Regions from separate parts of the Mus musculus genome. Here region 2 is linked to region 1. The links are chromatin contacts, called in public Hi-C maps. All regions are on one chromosome and are shown on one strand. The core of a region is the stretch at or near the end of the contact, and the rest is flanking DNA. Distances in the headings are between cores, read along the strand shown. Region 1 has its middle 15 kb from the start of Gm39268. Region 2 overlaps Zfp469 (zinc finger protein 469).

Region 1 (6,654 bases), core at 3,000-5,499:
GACACAGTAGCCATTAGTCAGCCTCTCTCTTCCCATGGGAGTCTCCTTGAGGGTGTGGACTTGGTGTTAGAAATGAAGCTGGGACAGAGCCTTTGAGGTCACCATGGAATAGTCTAAGGTGGCCAAAGGAGAAAACTGCCAGAGTTTGACAGGATGGACTTCGAACCCTGCTTATCCGTTGGATGGGGTGGATTTATTGTTGGAAAACCAGGAAGACTCAAGGACCCTGGTCCAAGGCTGGGCTACAGCTAACAGGGCCTGTGTCTGTGGTTGCCTCCCCCCCCCCCCCATCCTGGGCTTCAGCGTGTGTTGGGTTAGGAGTAGGGTCCTGGGGATACAGGCTCTATATCCTGTTATGGTTGAGTCCTAAGTGTCCCACAGGTTTGTGTTTTGACACTTGTTATACACTTGGCAGCACTATTTGAGGAACCTCAGGTGAGGCCTCGATGGAGGAGGTGTGTCACTAGGGTTATGTCTGGCCCCTCCTTCAGGCCTCATTCAATCTCTGCTTCACTGTGATAGTCTCGACCACACACCGCATGATCTGAGCTGCCCGGCCACGTCTTCCCTAATTGTATCTATTGGGCATTTTGGTCACAGTTAAGTGAAGGGAACACATATGCCAGCCTTGAGCAGTGATGAATGCAAAGGACCAAACTGTTGAAAAGAAGAGAGGTAGAGAGCAATGCCTAAGTTCCATATGGGGCAGATACACAGGCAGCGGCGAGTTCCCCTGGAGCAAGGGCATGACCAGATAGGTCACTCCTTGGCTGAGGGGCCTGGTGCAGAATACCAGGGCCTGTGCAGATGGTAAGGATTTTCAGACAGGCTGGGAAGATGGTGCAAACATAGACACATCTGGAAAGCGGGAGCCTCAGTTGAGGAACTGTCTCCTTCAGACTGGCCTGTGGGTTTACCTGTGGTACATTTTCTCCATTGTTAATTGATGTGGAAGATCCCAGCCCACTGTGGGTGTTGCAATCCCTAGGCTGTTGGGCCTGAGCTATATAAGAAAAGTAGATGAACAAGCCAGAGGGAGCAAGCCAGTTAGCTGCACTTCTCCATGGTCTCTGCTACCGTTCCTGTCTCTAGGTCCCTGCCTTGAGCTTCTGTCCTGGCTTCCCCTGATGATGGACAGTGATCTGTAACCCAATAAGCTCTTCCCTTCCTCCTTCCCTTCCTCCTTCTCTTCCTCCCTTCTTCCCCTCCTCCAAATTGCTTTTAGTCAATGATTTATCACAGCATCATAAAGCAAACTAAGGCGACACTGAAGTATAGATGAAGACCCAAGTTCCAACCCTCTGGACCCATGTAAAACATTGGCTATGATGGCACATGCCCGTGATCCTAGCCTTGAAGAGGTGGAGATAGGAGGAACCCATGGAACTTGTTAGCCATCCAATCTAGACAGAGTACTGAGTTCCATGTTTAGTGAGAGACCCTGCTTCAAAAAATAAGGGGAGAGTGGTTGACACATAATGTTGCCCTATGAGCTCCGAATACACATATCCACACATGTTCACACCCACTTGTGCAACACACACACACACACACACACACACACACACACACTCTATATCCAGTGGTCTCAGAAAATTAACCCCTGTGCAAGGCCTTCTGGGTAGGTTCCTGTATGGCCCTTCCCTTCTTTAGACTTGGGTAGAGAACCCTGGCCAGAGGTTCCTGCCTGGCAGGACCCAAGAGCTCAACTAACTGTCTCTCAGGGCATGAGGTGTTCTCTTAAAAATAGACACTTGACTTTCTGGAATAGAGAAGGCAGGGCTGTAGGAACCTAATGGCTCCCTTGAGAGGCACTGAGCAAGCCCCCTGTCACATCTCAAGGCCCCCACAACAACCCAGGGCCCAGTGGGTTCCTGGAGTCACAGGAGATTTCCAGCACTTTCCTGCTTTAGCCTTCGCTCAGCTAAGCAGGTGCTTGTGCCTCTGTCTGAGCACCTGCCTGGTATCTCAGTGGAACATGGCTGCCTGCTGGGGCTCCTGGCTGGAGGGTGGCTGTCGACTATGACCCCTTGACAAGAAGCTGCAAACATCTGCACACCCTTCTACAGACTCTCAGGTCCCTCTGAGGCCAGGAAACTCCAGAATGGAGTACCTGGCTCCCTGAAGACCGTGCTCTGGCCTAGCCTGGCCCATTCTGTGGAACGAAAAAGGCTGACCAGGAGACCAGTGAAAGCCACAGTCCTCCCCACATTGTCCCTGGGAAGACTGCCTCAGCCGAGGGTGGAGAGGGTGGTCTCCCAGATCCCTCAGAAAGCTGACAAAGCCCTTGGAAGTGAAGCAGAGCTTCCATGCAGTAGAAACTAAAGCCACCTCAAAGGTCATAGTTCACATTGGTTGCCATGGCTGTCAGGAGTGTGATACCCAGCCAGTCACTTGGAGCTGCTCCATGGAGTTCCTCAAACCAGACTGACCAGCGTCCATAGACCCGACAGAAGCCAGTGAGCTCATTCAGATAGGACAAGGAAAACGGTATGCTTTTGAAAATACTGAAGCTGTAAATGCTGACGGTGGAAACCGACTGTGGAAACTCACTGTCAAGCACTGTCAAATCTTCAAAATGAGGCTCAAATACGCAGATATTCGAGATGGCTGCAGGCTGAGACAGCAGGGAACTGAAGCAGAAGTTTACCAGCAATGAGGGAGGAAACTGTGGGCCGCCCACTACACAAGGGCACACCGCTCATTTTTGCACACACACACCCATCACCACTTTCCTGCTGCCTCCTGAGTGCCCCCCTCTGGCTCCTCCCTGCCAGTGCAGGATGACCCCAAAACATCTGTTCTCTCCTTTTCCCCTCCATTGATTTATTTATTCACTTTACATCCTGATCCCAGGCCCCCTCCCCCCCTACAGCCCCTCCCCCTCTCCTTCTCCTTCTCCTCTGAGAAGTGGGAGGCCGCCCCTGGGTACCAACACACCCTGGCACATCAAGTCACACACAGGACTAGTCACTTCCTCGCCCACTGAGGCCAGACAAGGCAGCCCAGTTAGGGGAACAGAATCTACAGGCAGGCAACAGAGTCAGGGACAGCCCCCATTCCAGTTGATGGGAGACCGGCATGAAGACCAAGCTGCACATCTGCTACATAAGTGCATAGACCTCAGTCCAGCCTGTGTGTGCTATCTATTTGGTTGGTGGTTCAGTCTCTGGGAGCCCCCAAGGGTCCAGGTTAGTTGACTCTGTTGGCTTCTTGTGGAGTCCCTGCCCTCTTTGTGCTTGGCTGTGGGTATCTGCATCTATTTCAGTCAGCTGATGGGTGGAGCCTCACAGAGGACAGTTATGCTAGGCTCCTATCTGCAAGCATAACACAGCATCATTAATAGTGTCAAGGACTGGTTCTTGTCCACAGGATGGGTCTCAAGTTGGGCCAGTTCTTGGTTGGCCATTCCTTCAGGCTCTGCTCCATCTCTGTGCCTGCACTCTGAGGACTCTGCTGTCTATCCAGCAGGCTCTGTGGCCTGAGCAGACATGTCAAAACCAAACACTTCCCAAGTGTAACTGTTTGTGACTGGACACCTGTGAACGTGGCCCTTCTCTCCCACAGAAACCTCTAGAACAAGACACTGGTGCCCCCATGAGCTGTGTCAGCCTCGTCCAAGGTATCTGTGACAGACTTTCCACAGTAGCAATATACCCAGGTTCCCAGGAGGCCCTGAAACCTTAACATTGCATCCACTCAGACTTTTATGCTGGGGTGCAGGCAGGGAAAAGGAAGTTAACAGGCCTTGGGGTGGGTATCCTGTGCTGGTCACACAGTTCAGACGTGGGAATGCAAGGTAACGCTCTGGAGTTACCCCTTGAGCATCAGAAGGTCCCAAAGGTGCACGGTCCTTTAGTGGGCAGCATCTGGCCGTGTGATCCAGCTTCCAGGCTGTGTATTCTCAGTTGCTGAGTTCTTCAGGAGCCTTGTCCTTGACTGGCTGCCAAGGGCAGACAGAAGCTCCCTGCAGCTCTGCTGCTCAGAGGCCAAGGCCTAGACATCCTTGCTTGGCAGGAGGTGGTACCCCAGGCCCACTGGGTCACCAGAGCGGGTGCCTCACCCGTCTCCTGACTCCTAACTGCTGAAACCCTGAGAAGGGCTCTGGAGAGAAAACTTGCACTGATCTTGCTCAAGAGCACATGAGCTCAAATCTGGACATGTTTGCCAAACACCTGCCAGGCTGCCAAGGCGAGTCCCCAGGGTCAACAGACAGCCTGGCCATGGGCACCTTGGCCAAATGAGCACAGAAAGCTGCCACAGGGACCTTGTCACCCTTGTCCTCAGTCTTGTGAGTGGTGACAGGGATGGAACACAAGCTTCCCTTCCCCACCCCTCGAGATCTGGCTTCTCATGCCTGCAAGGTGCACAGACTCTGCCCATCTCTAGGCCTGAGCAGGAGCCAGAGATCCATCAATGTCCCCTACTGCCAAGAAGGTTTGTGCAGGAGGAGGCTCTTGGAGATGCCAGGGCACACACGCATGTGGGGACGGGGCGTTCTGCACATAGCATTTATCTGACTTGCAATGGAGCCTGCCAGCAGGTGAAAATATTAACATCAACTTTATCTCTTTCCCCTGGCGCTGTACTGTTATGTCCTTCTGGCTCAGCTGGTTTATTTGAGAAGCAAAAATACACTCACTTATGTGTGAAGTTCCAAGGCCCAGAATTCCAGGACAGGTGATGGCTACCAGTGTCTCTTGGGCAGTTACTATCTCACTTGGATGACAGACAAAAGAAGTAGCTGCCATCACCACTGGCTCTCCCTGGCCCACACACTAACTGACCCTGTGCTCCCTCCATCCATAGCACAACCCTATCCACCCCCAGAATACTCTGAGCCCAGGCTAGACCTCTGCATTGTACACTAAAAATGAAGTCCACAAGGACATGTGACCCTGTTGAGATGCCCAAGAGCTGTATAATACTGTTTTTCTGGGACAATCTCAACCACTCAGACAATTCACAAGAATTTAAAAAGAGTCCAAAGTAAATACACTGAAGAATGAGTTATAGCCGTCCCTGGCTATCTTTTTGTTCTTTTATCTGCCTTTGCACAACTCCCAAATTTTCATAATGAGAACATGGGACCAAAACAAAAGACAAACCCAAACCCAGACATTGCCATTTTTAGAAAGCTCAGTGGGAGGCTCCCAAACAAGCCACACAAATGTCTCCTCCCTTCCAAAGCGTGTCTGCACTCAGAGCAGATCATGGGAAGGGGACAGGACCCCGGGTCTGGCTCAGCCCCTCTGACCTGATAGGACTGTCATGACATTTACTGTAAGAGTCCTAGAATCTTCCTAGGAGGCAGGGGCTGGTGGCCCATTTGATTGACAGAGAAGGTGCAGCCTCAAGTCACACAGCCCAGGTGGAGGCTAGCATACTCGAGGGCCTGTTCTGCATGCATCTGCCTGGATCTGTCTAACCCCCACCCATGAGTCTGGAGCTTTCCCAATTCACGAAAGGCGAATGACGGCCCAAGAGTGTGGGTCCAGCCTACCCTGCCGTGGTAAGGTCCGGTGTGTGCCTCCAAAACCTCTCTAGAGGGGCCCTCTGAGCATGGGCTCATTTAGAAGCCAGAGCTTCTCAGTTAGTCTAGGTGAGATTACCCTGGGCTAAGGGCCCTCGCCCAGTGACCATGGTCTCTGTAAGAGCAGAGGAATGAGCTGTGAGGGCAGAAGGTGGGGGCTGGGGTGACAGCCACCAGCTGGAGCCTGCAGGGCTTAGAGACTGTGTGATACCTGAACGTCTCTCTCAGGGCCCTGGTAGGAGGGGACTCTGCCTATGATTTGGATGTAGGGTCTGGAAAAAAAAAATGGGCTCTGTGACTATGAGCCTAACATTTGCCACAAAATACTGGTGCCAAAGGCTGGCAGGAACAGAGAGCAAAGCTAGAGGCCCACGTGGGTCACAGATCCTGCAGGAAGAAGGCCATGAAGCCCGAGGCCAGGCCCAGCCAGGGTCCCAAGGTATCTCCTACCCACCCCCTCCTGCTCGCTTCTCTGTATGTGATTCCTGATGGGTGTCCAGCATTGTCCCCTACCCTGGAGGGGCGCAGCTTTAGCAAGGCAAGCCTGGGGCCTGCCTGCACAGTCACACATGGTGGGCAAGTAGGTCTCAGAGACACAAAACAATTCCCCCACCGTGAATGTCTGAGCTGCAGGGCGCATGGGAAAGATCTCAAGAAGCACACAGGGTATTTCTATGCCCCTGAGAGAATTCTCTCCAAGCTGAACTGGACTGTTTCCCTGCATCCCTGCATCTATATATCATTGCATCTCTGTATCCCTGCATCCCTGTATTTTTGCATCTATGTATCCTTGCATCTCTGTATCCCTCCATCCCTGAATCTCTGTATCCCTGCATCTCTCCCTCCATCCCTGCATCTATTTATCCTTGCATCTCTGTATCCCTGCATCCCTGTATTTTTGCATCTATGTATCCTTGCATCTCTGTATCCCTACATCCCTGCATCTCTGTATCCCTGCATCTCTCCCCGCATCCCTGCAACTCTGCATCTATATATCCTTGCATCTCTGTATCCCTGCATCTCTGCATCTCTCCCTGCATCCCTTCATCTCTGTATCCCTACATTACTGCATATCTCTATTCCTGCATCTCTCTCTCCCCATCCCTGCATCTCTCCCTGCA
Region 2 (6,654 bases), core at 2,866-5,365, 130 kb before region 1:
CGCCGTGGGACCAAGGGTCTGGGGACGGGGCGGGGGGCGTCTTGGCAGAGTCAGAGCAGGTGGCAGAACTGCTGGTCAGAACGGATAGGCTGCCTCCTTCGGCGCCATCTTGGCTGGGGGTGACCGAGGCACGTGCCTTGCGCTTCATCCTTCTTGGGGTTTTCTTTCCAGCGTCTCCTTCCTGCTCTGATGGCTCCCTACTGTCTTTGCCGATCGAGCGCTTGGTCCTCTGGGGTTTGGATGCTCGCTCCACAATGGTGTTCAGGAAGTGCGTGAGGGCGCTTTCCCCTTCCAAGCACCCGGGCAGGTCTCCTAAGGCTCGCCGCGCCTGGCCATTTCGGGCAAAGCGGGCTGCGTGCTCCCGAAGGTGCTGGTTGTACATCCAGACATCAGCCACCTCCTTCAGGCACATGCCACAGGCCCACGGCCCTGCTTTGCCCTGCACGTGCTTCTCCCACAAGTGCTCCCGTAGAAGCTCCCGGGAACTGAATCTGCGCTCCACGCACAGGTAGCAAGTTGGGGGCGGCGAGGGGCTGTGCGACAGCTTATGGAGATCCAGCTCGCCCAGGCTATGGAACCGCTGGAAGCACACCCTGCACTTGTAGGAGGCCCTCTTGCCCTTCACCCGCAGGTCTCTGCCTTTGGCTCGTCTGGCCCGGGCAGTTCCCTCCATTCTTTTGTCTGGAGGGCCTTGTGAATTTGCTGTGACCTGGAAGTCTAGGGCGCCTGGGTTAGAGAGTTCAACAAGGTCACTACAGGGTCTCAGAAAGCACAGGTCTTGTATCTCCAGCTGGGTGCTGAGAGCCTCAAAGTCCTTAACGTAAAGTGGGGGCAGGCTGGCATTTCCAGGAGGCCTGTTGTCATGTTCCCTTTCTAGGTTAGGGGGTTCCGGGCTCATGTCTCCAACAGAAGAGGCTGTCTCACAGGCTGGGCTACAGTGTTCCAGGTCCCGCCAGGCTGCTGGGACCATGTGCAGCTGCGGGATGGGCTCTGACCATTCATCTTGGTTCTCCATCAAGCAGGAAGGCTTCTCCTCCACGCAGCTGGTTTGCCTGTCGGATTCCAGGGCCCACAGGCTGAGGCTGGGGGTCCATGGGTCAAGGCCAGGTGTCTTATTGCTTAGAAGGCCATCGAGGAGGAGGGACTCGGGCAAACTCATGACTTCATCATCCCACACATCCTCTTCCTCTCGGGACAGGCAGAGAGAGCCCGAGTCACTGAGATCGGTAGGCAGGCGCGTGGAGCCGAGTGAGACACTGTTTATCACCTCAGCGATGGGCTCCTTCGGTGATGGGCACTTTGGCCTTTGGCAGCGCTTCCCATAGACTCGTAGGTTCTTCTGAGTGAGGCGGCCATCCAGGGGGAAGAGCCGAGAGAAGGAGATGTCATCATCGAACAAGTCTGGAGGGTCCCTTTGCTCTGGGCTGGGGGCGCCATCCGACCCGTGGACTTCATTCTGGGTTTCCGGGTCTTTGATAGGTCCCTGGGGGTAGCTACTGATGGTGTTGTCCACTTCAGAACTGTGTGTCCTGTCAGGTAAGTCAGGTGTCCCTTTCCCAGTGCCCTCATCGGACCTGCCTTTGACTCCTGTGTGGTCCTCTGTAGGCTGGCTCTCAATAGCCCGTGAAGGTTCTCCACTAATGTCCGATGCCGTGGCCTCTTCTGGTCCCCAGAACCACTGTGTCCAGGTGGCCTTCTGTTCCACCGGATGCTCCTTCTCTATCGTCCCTTGACAGACCGGATGCTCTTGGGGGGCCTTCTGTGCTGGTACCTCCTCTGTACACAGGGCCCCTGGACCAACGTCTTCAGCATCTTCCAGTGCTCTGGGTCCTCCTGTGGAGGATGGAGGTGGAGGCCTGACAGCTGGCCTGCATCCTCCCTCAGGCGAGAGGCTCAGGGGGATGAGAGGATGGCCACAGGCGGTTGGTAGGTCTGAAGTCACGTGGGTAGTGCCTCCGGGACCATGCTTCTGCCTCCTTGCCCTCAGCTTTACCCCTTTCCTGTTAGGTTTCCTCTCTGGGTGGCTGGGGGAATCGGCAGGCTGTCCACCTTGCCTCTTGCCCCTCACTTCTGTCTGGTCAGGATGGAGCTGGTTTGTTCCCCATCTGTCTGCTCTCCTTGGTTTTGAGGCAGGAACCTCTGCACTCTCTCCTTGCTCACTGAGGCCTAGGGTGGGTGGGTGCTGGCTGAGGGGAGTGTCTAGTGTCCCAGCTCCCTCAGATTTCTCACTAGTCCTTTTTAGTATCTCAGGACCCATGGTGTCCTGGAGGGGAGGTGGTCCAGAAGAGCGGCCAGCCCCCAGGGCCGGGCGACTCGGTCTTCCCTTCTCAGACACCTTGTGGCTTTTCTTCCCAGGAGTCTGGCATGCTTTGGTCATGGGATCTGAAGGCTGGCAAGCAGGCACAGGCATGGGGCTCAGCAGGGATCTAGGTTCCCTTTGTGGCCGGTGCTTCCTGGCTTTGTGCCGGCTTAAGCCCGCTTTGGAGCGGAAGGAGGCTGAGCAGAGCTGGCAGGTCTCGGGTAGCTCAGCTGGGGTCTGCTCTGCATGCTCTGGCTTTTTGTTCAGTCCACGGGGCCTCCGTTTATGGTCTTGGGGGTCGGAGAAGTTCTTCTGGGGAGGGCGATGGGAGATACTGATGTGGTACTGAGGAGAGTCAGACCTGGAGTCGCTGGATGTGCCGCTCAGAGGAGTTTCTAGGGTCAAGTGGAGCCCTGTGGGCATGCCTCGGGCATTGGCTCTGGCTACCTTTGTCACATTGCAGTGTCTTGTCCCAGGTGTTTCTGGGTTGTCCTGTTCCTTGATGCTGACGTCTGCCCCATCTTCTTGGCAGATTTGAGAGTCTGGCCCTGTAGTCTCCAGTGTGGCAAGGTCTGTGGGCACAGCTATAATGCCGCGGCCTTCCCCGTGGCCAGGGCAAGGAGTGCTGCTCACAGGCCCTAAGGAAGGGCCCTTGGAGTATGTCCTTTCTGGGTTGCTGAGGGATGGGGCTCCCATGCAGTGGGGGGCTGGCACCTCAAGTGTCTCACCTGAATCTAGGCCATCTTTGGGGGCAATGCTGGTCAGAGGGGCAGCTTCGATGGTCATTTTAGGGGAGCTGGGATCCCCTAGGGGAGGAGCGGAGGAATGGGCAGGAGATAGCCTCAGCTCCTCTTTTCCAGAATCTTCTAATGTTCTTACTGCGATGCCCTTGGGGCTGTTCCTCTCTAGTAATACAGGGGCCGAGAAACTGATGGAGCCAAGTGAGCCTACGGGAGGGTCCTTGGGACTGCTGGTCCCCAGCAGAGAGTGCTGGGATAAAGGCTCTTCAGGGCCACAGCAGCTTGTCACCAATAGTGTAGGGGATGCTGGGGGTTCAGCCTCTTTGGTGGTTAGGCCATAACTGGCACCCAGAGGTACCAAGACAGGACAGGTTGGCTGATCATCGGGGCTGGGTAGGTCTCTGTAGGAGGAAGGTGCTAGTGGCTTACTAGGCTTGACTCTGGTCTCAGGGTCTTCCTGGGGCATCGGCTCAAGGTCACTGGGAGTAGGTGTGGCTTGAGGCCTGGTGGAGAAGACACATGCGGCCAGGTCTCTATTGGAGGGAGCGGGATTCTCCTGGCTAAACAATGGCTGTGGGCTGGCGGCCTTCTCTGGGCTTCTCTCTGCAGGCTCCTTCTGGAGAGGGCAAGCCTTCTGGATTGGAAGCAAGGATGTGCTATCAGGGTCGGTGGGGCTGGTGGAGAACAGTGCTTGTCTCCTAAGGCCCCGGGCTGCTCTGTTCCCCTGGCGTGGCCTTCTGCCCCTGGCCGGCCTAGCTTCCAAATGGGCACTGACCTTGTTGAGTGCATCTGGGTCCTCCAGGCTCCTCCAGCTTTTTGGCTGGAGTCTGTTGGCTTGACCCTGGCCCTTGATCTTTTCAGGTTGACTAGGCGAGCCAAGACGTCCATCTGCCTTGGACCTCAGCTGCTTCTGGATGTTTGCAGGAAGAGCTGACACGTTTACAGCCCTTGAGGAGTCCTCTTTCATACGGGCCCCTCCTGTCACTGAGGGGTCCCCAGACTGAAGGCCCTGGGCGTTCTCTCTGCTCTTGGCTGTAGCATCCAGGACCTGACGCAGAGGAAAGGAACAGCAGGCTGGGTCCTGGCGCCTCTGTCCAATGCTGGCACTGGGCTCCCAGGGAGGATCTGGCACGGGATGAGACCAAGCCCTACCACCACTTTGAAGGGTGGATTGTGGAGAGGTCCCTGCAGGTGCAGACGCCCCCTTAAAGTCCAGGTCCTTGGCAATAGGCTTGTTAAGCACAGCTCCTATAGAACTCCCTGCCTGGTCTTCAGAGTGACCCTTAGAGCCATGGCTGAGACTGGCACTTGGAAGGGAGGTGACTTCCTCATCACCCTTAAGTATCAAGTTGGGTTCTAGGGCCGGGTGGGCACTGGGGCTGTTGAATCCTTCCAGTGCAGGGGAAGTTGGGCAGGGCTCCTGGGCCTCACAGAATGGGTCTAGAGAATGTCCTCTTGTGTGTTTACCAGGAAGCAGCGGTGGGGCATTCGAGTTCTGGGTCCCAGGGGCTTCATTATTTTTAGGAAACAAAAGCCCATGCTTCGGGCTGTCCTTGGCTAAACTCCCAGCATGCAGCAAGGCCACCTGTTGGTTGCTGGAGTCAGGCAGGCGGTCACTTAGGGGGATCTGACTGTCTGCGTCGGGGATAATGGTCTCCCGAGTTCTCTGAAGACCGAGTGTGAATCCTTCCAGGCTGAGGGGAGCCCCGCATCCTGGGTTCTCCTGGATACCACAGGGAGGTGCTGCTTTTTCTGTGTGGCAGGAAGCTGGGTAGGGCCACTGTTTCTGGGGGTTCTTCAGGGCCCTTTCCTGATGTGAACTTGATCCCTCAAGACCTGTAATGTCTTCTGCTGGCTCCCTCTGGGCTGAGGTGGCTGGATTTGTGGGTAGAAGGGAGGCCTGCTTTGGGCTTGTGTCCATCTTGCCTTCCTGTGTAGCTTCCTCCGGTTCTCCCGAGGTGCCCACTGTGCTCCCTTCCCCCTGCAGTTGGCTTTCTAATTCAGTCACCAATCTTTTGATCTCCAGTTCGTCCTCACACAGATTGCTACATTCACTTCCCTTTTCAGGCACAGCGGGAGGGCGGGGAGGCACCGTCTGTTCCGAGGGACACTGCTTGCTGACTGTCTTTCCCTTGGAGAGACCAGGAAAGGAGCCAGGCAGCACCGGAGAAATTTCCTCCAGCAGCAAGAATGGCGGGTACAGAGGATCTGCCAGAGGTTTCTTAGGGAGAGGGTCAGGACCTGCCAGTGGTCCGTGGGTGACCCTGTTTGCTGACAAGTTGTCATAGAGTGGTGGGTCAAATCCGTCCTCAGGCAGCCCTGCAAACAGGGATGTGGACTCTAAGGTCAGTGGCGAATGCACCTTCCCTGGGTCTGTTTCAACTGGGTAGGGTGGACTCTTGGATGGTGTTGACTCAAGGGTCTCCATACTGTCCTGGCTAAGGTAGCAGCTTCGGGCAGGCAACGGGTCCATAGCTAAAGGCTTGGTGTACAGATCGTCAGGGAAACAGTAGGCTAGGTCCTTGGATCCAAGGAACAATTCACAGGTGTCACTGTTAGGCAGGGATCCTCTTTTGGCAGCTGGACACTCTAGAGAGCGCCTGTCACAGTGGTCAGGGTCACAACCAGGACTCGAGTTCTTGAAAACCGGGAGGCTGGATTCAGTGTAGAACATGTCTGCCAGCTTATCGATGGGTACCAGGCACCTTCCAGGCTGGGAGGCAGAGTCCTCTCTGGTATGCAAAGTCGGGGGCTTCATGCATCCAGAAGTGCCCAGAAGACAGCCTGCATCTGGTACTGGCACGCTGTTTCCCGATAGTGTTTCAGGGTGGCTCCCTGATGGACTGCCAGCCCGTGCTGGCACTGGAGCAGCGGGTCTGGGGCTTTCCCCACCACAGTGAGCTGGAGAACTGGGTCTCTCTCTGAGCTCAGTGGTATCAGCAGCAACTTCAGGCTTCTCGCCCTCCTGGGGGAAGTCCAGGGCTGCATGGTTTTTCTCCTGGGTCTTGGTGGTGGCGAGGACCCGGGGAGGATGTTTTGGGGCTATTATGGGATGGCCACGATGCTCAAGTCCTCTTTCCACAGAGACTTCTCCAGCTTCCGAACTCGGCAACAGGCTTTGAGTCCTTGGAGTGGGAGAGCCCCCATTTTCACCAGCCTCCTGCCGCATGACCTTCCTTGGGTTCTGGGTCAAATCTTCTTTCTTCCTCTTCTTGCCCTGGCGCCACCGTTGGCGGCTGTGGGGGGAACAGCCTTGGGCAGGACCCCCCAAATCCCGCCGCTGCTGCATACCAGCCTCTTCCTCAGATTCAGAGGCACAGCCTTGCCCGCTGAGCCTGCCCTCCTGGGTGCTAGGTGGTCTTCCAGGCAGCGGGGGGACATGGGAGACTTGGTTCCGTGGTGCCTGCTGCCCGTGGCGCCTGTTTTTCTGCCGCACTATCTTGTGGATGAGTTCCTTGCTCCAGGAGCCGCCCCGCCCCCTCCTCTTCCTGGAGTCCTTCCCAGAGGGCAGCTGCAGGTGCTTGGAGCTCCTCGTCTCTTTGGAGGTGGCTCTGGAGATGCTGTGATCTGCACGAGCGTGGCCCTTGCGAGTCTGACTTTTGCGAGCCTGGGGCC

Evidence for each region. A called contact is a pair of places that touch in the nucleus more often than the background predicts.
Region 2: a Hi-C map of bone marrow-derived macrophages shows a contact between it and region 1, with 51 read pairs. The contact joins two enhancer-like sites. A contact is called at or near these places in 3 of 39 promoter capture datasets (the 3T3-L1 cell line, 3T3-L1-derived adipocytes and the HPC-7 cell line), 1 of 15 datasets of contacts at CTCF or cohesin (embryonic stem cells), 33 of 484 Hi-C or Micro-C datasets (the AML12 cell line, the BV-2 cell line, the HL-1 cell line and 16 more), 10 of 115 datasets of contacts at active chromatin or transcription factors (bone marrow-derived dendritic cells, bone marrow-derived macrophages, embryonic stem cells and 4 more) and 3 of 9 other capture datasets (adipose tissue, embryonic stem cells and pancreatic islet).

What each region holds. Positions count from the first base shown.
Region 1 is chr8:122,131,781-122,138,434 of GRCm38.p6, reverse strand. It overlaps a transcript of Zfp469 not described here. Among named protein-coding and RNA genes, the nearest start is that of Gm39268, 15 kb to the left of the region's middle. Within about 2 kb of position 4,249, at least 19 of the 459 cell types and tissues checked have an H3K27ac peak or open chromatin away from gene starts, as enhancers often do. A contact at or near this core is called in bone marrow-derived macrophages and muscle stem cells, where this site is marked.
Region 2 is chr8:122,262,867-122,269,520 of GRCm38.p6, reverse strand. It overlaps Zfp469 (zinc finger protein 469), which reads right to left. Exons shown (of 3, transcript NM_001362883.1): 3 at 1-6,654. Among named protein-coding and RNA genes, the nearest start is that of Zfpm1, 16 kb to the left of the region's middle. Within about 2 kb of position 4,115, at least 23 of the 459 cell types and tissues checked have an H3K27ac peak or open chromatin away from gene starts, as enhancers often do. A contact at or near this core is called in bone marrow-derived macrophages and muscle stem cells, where this site is marked.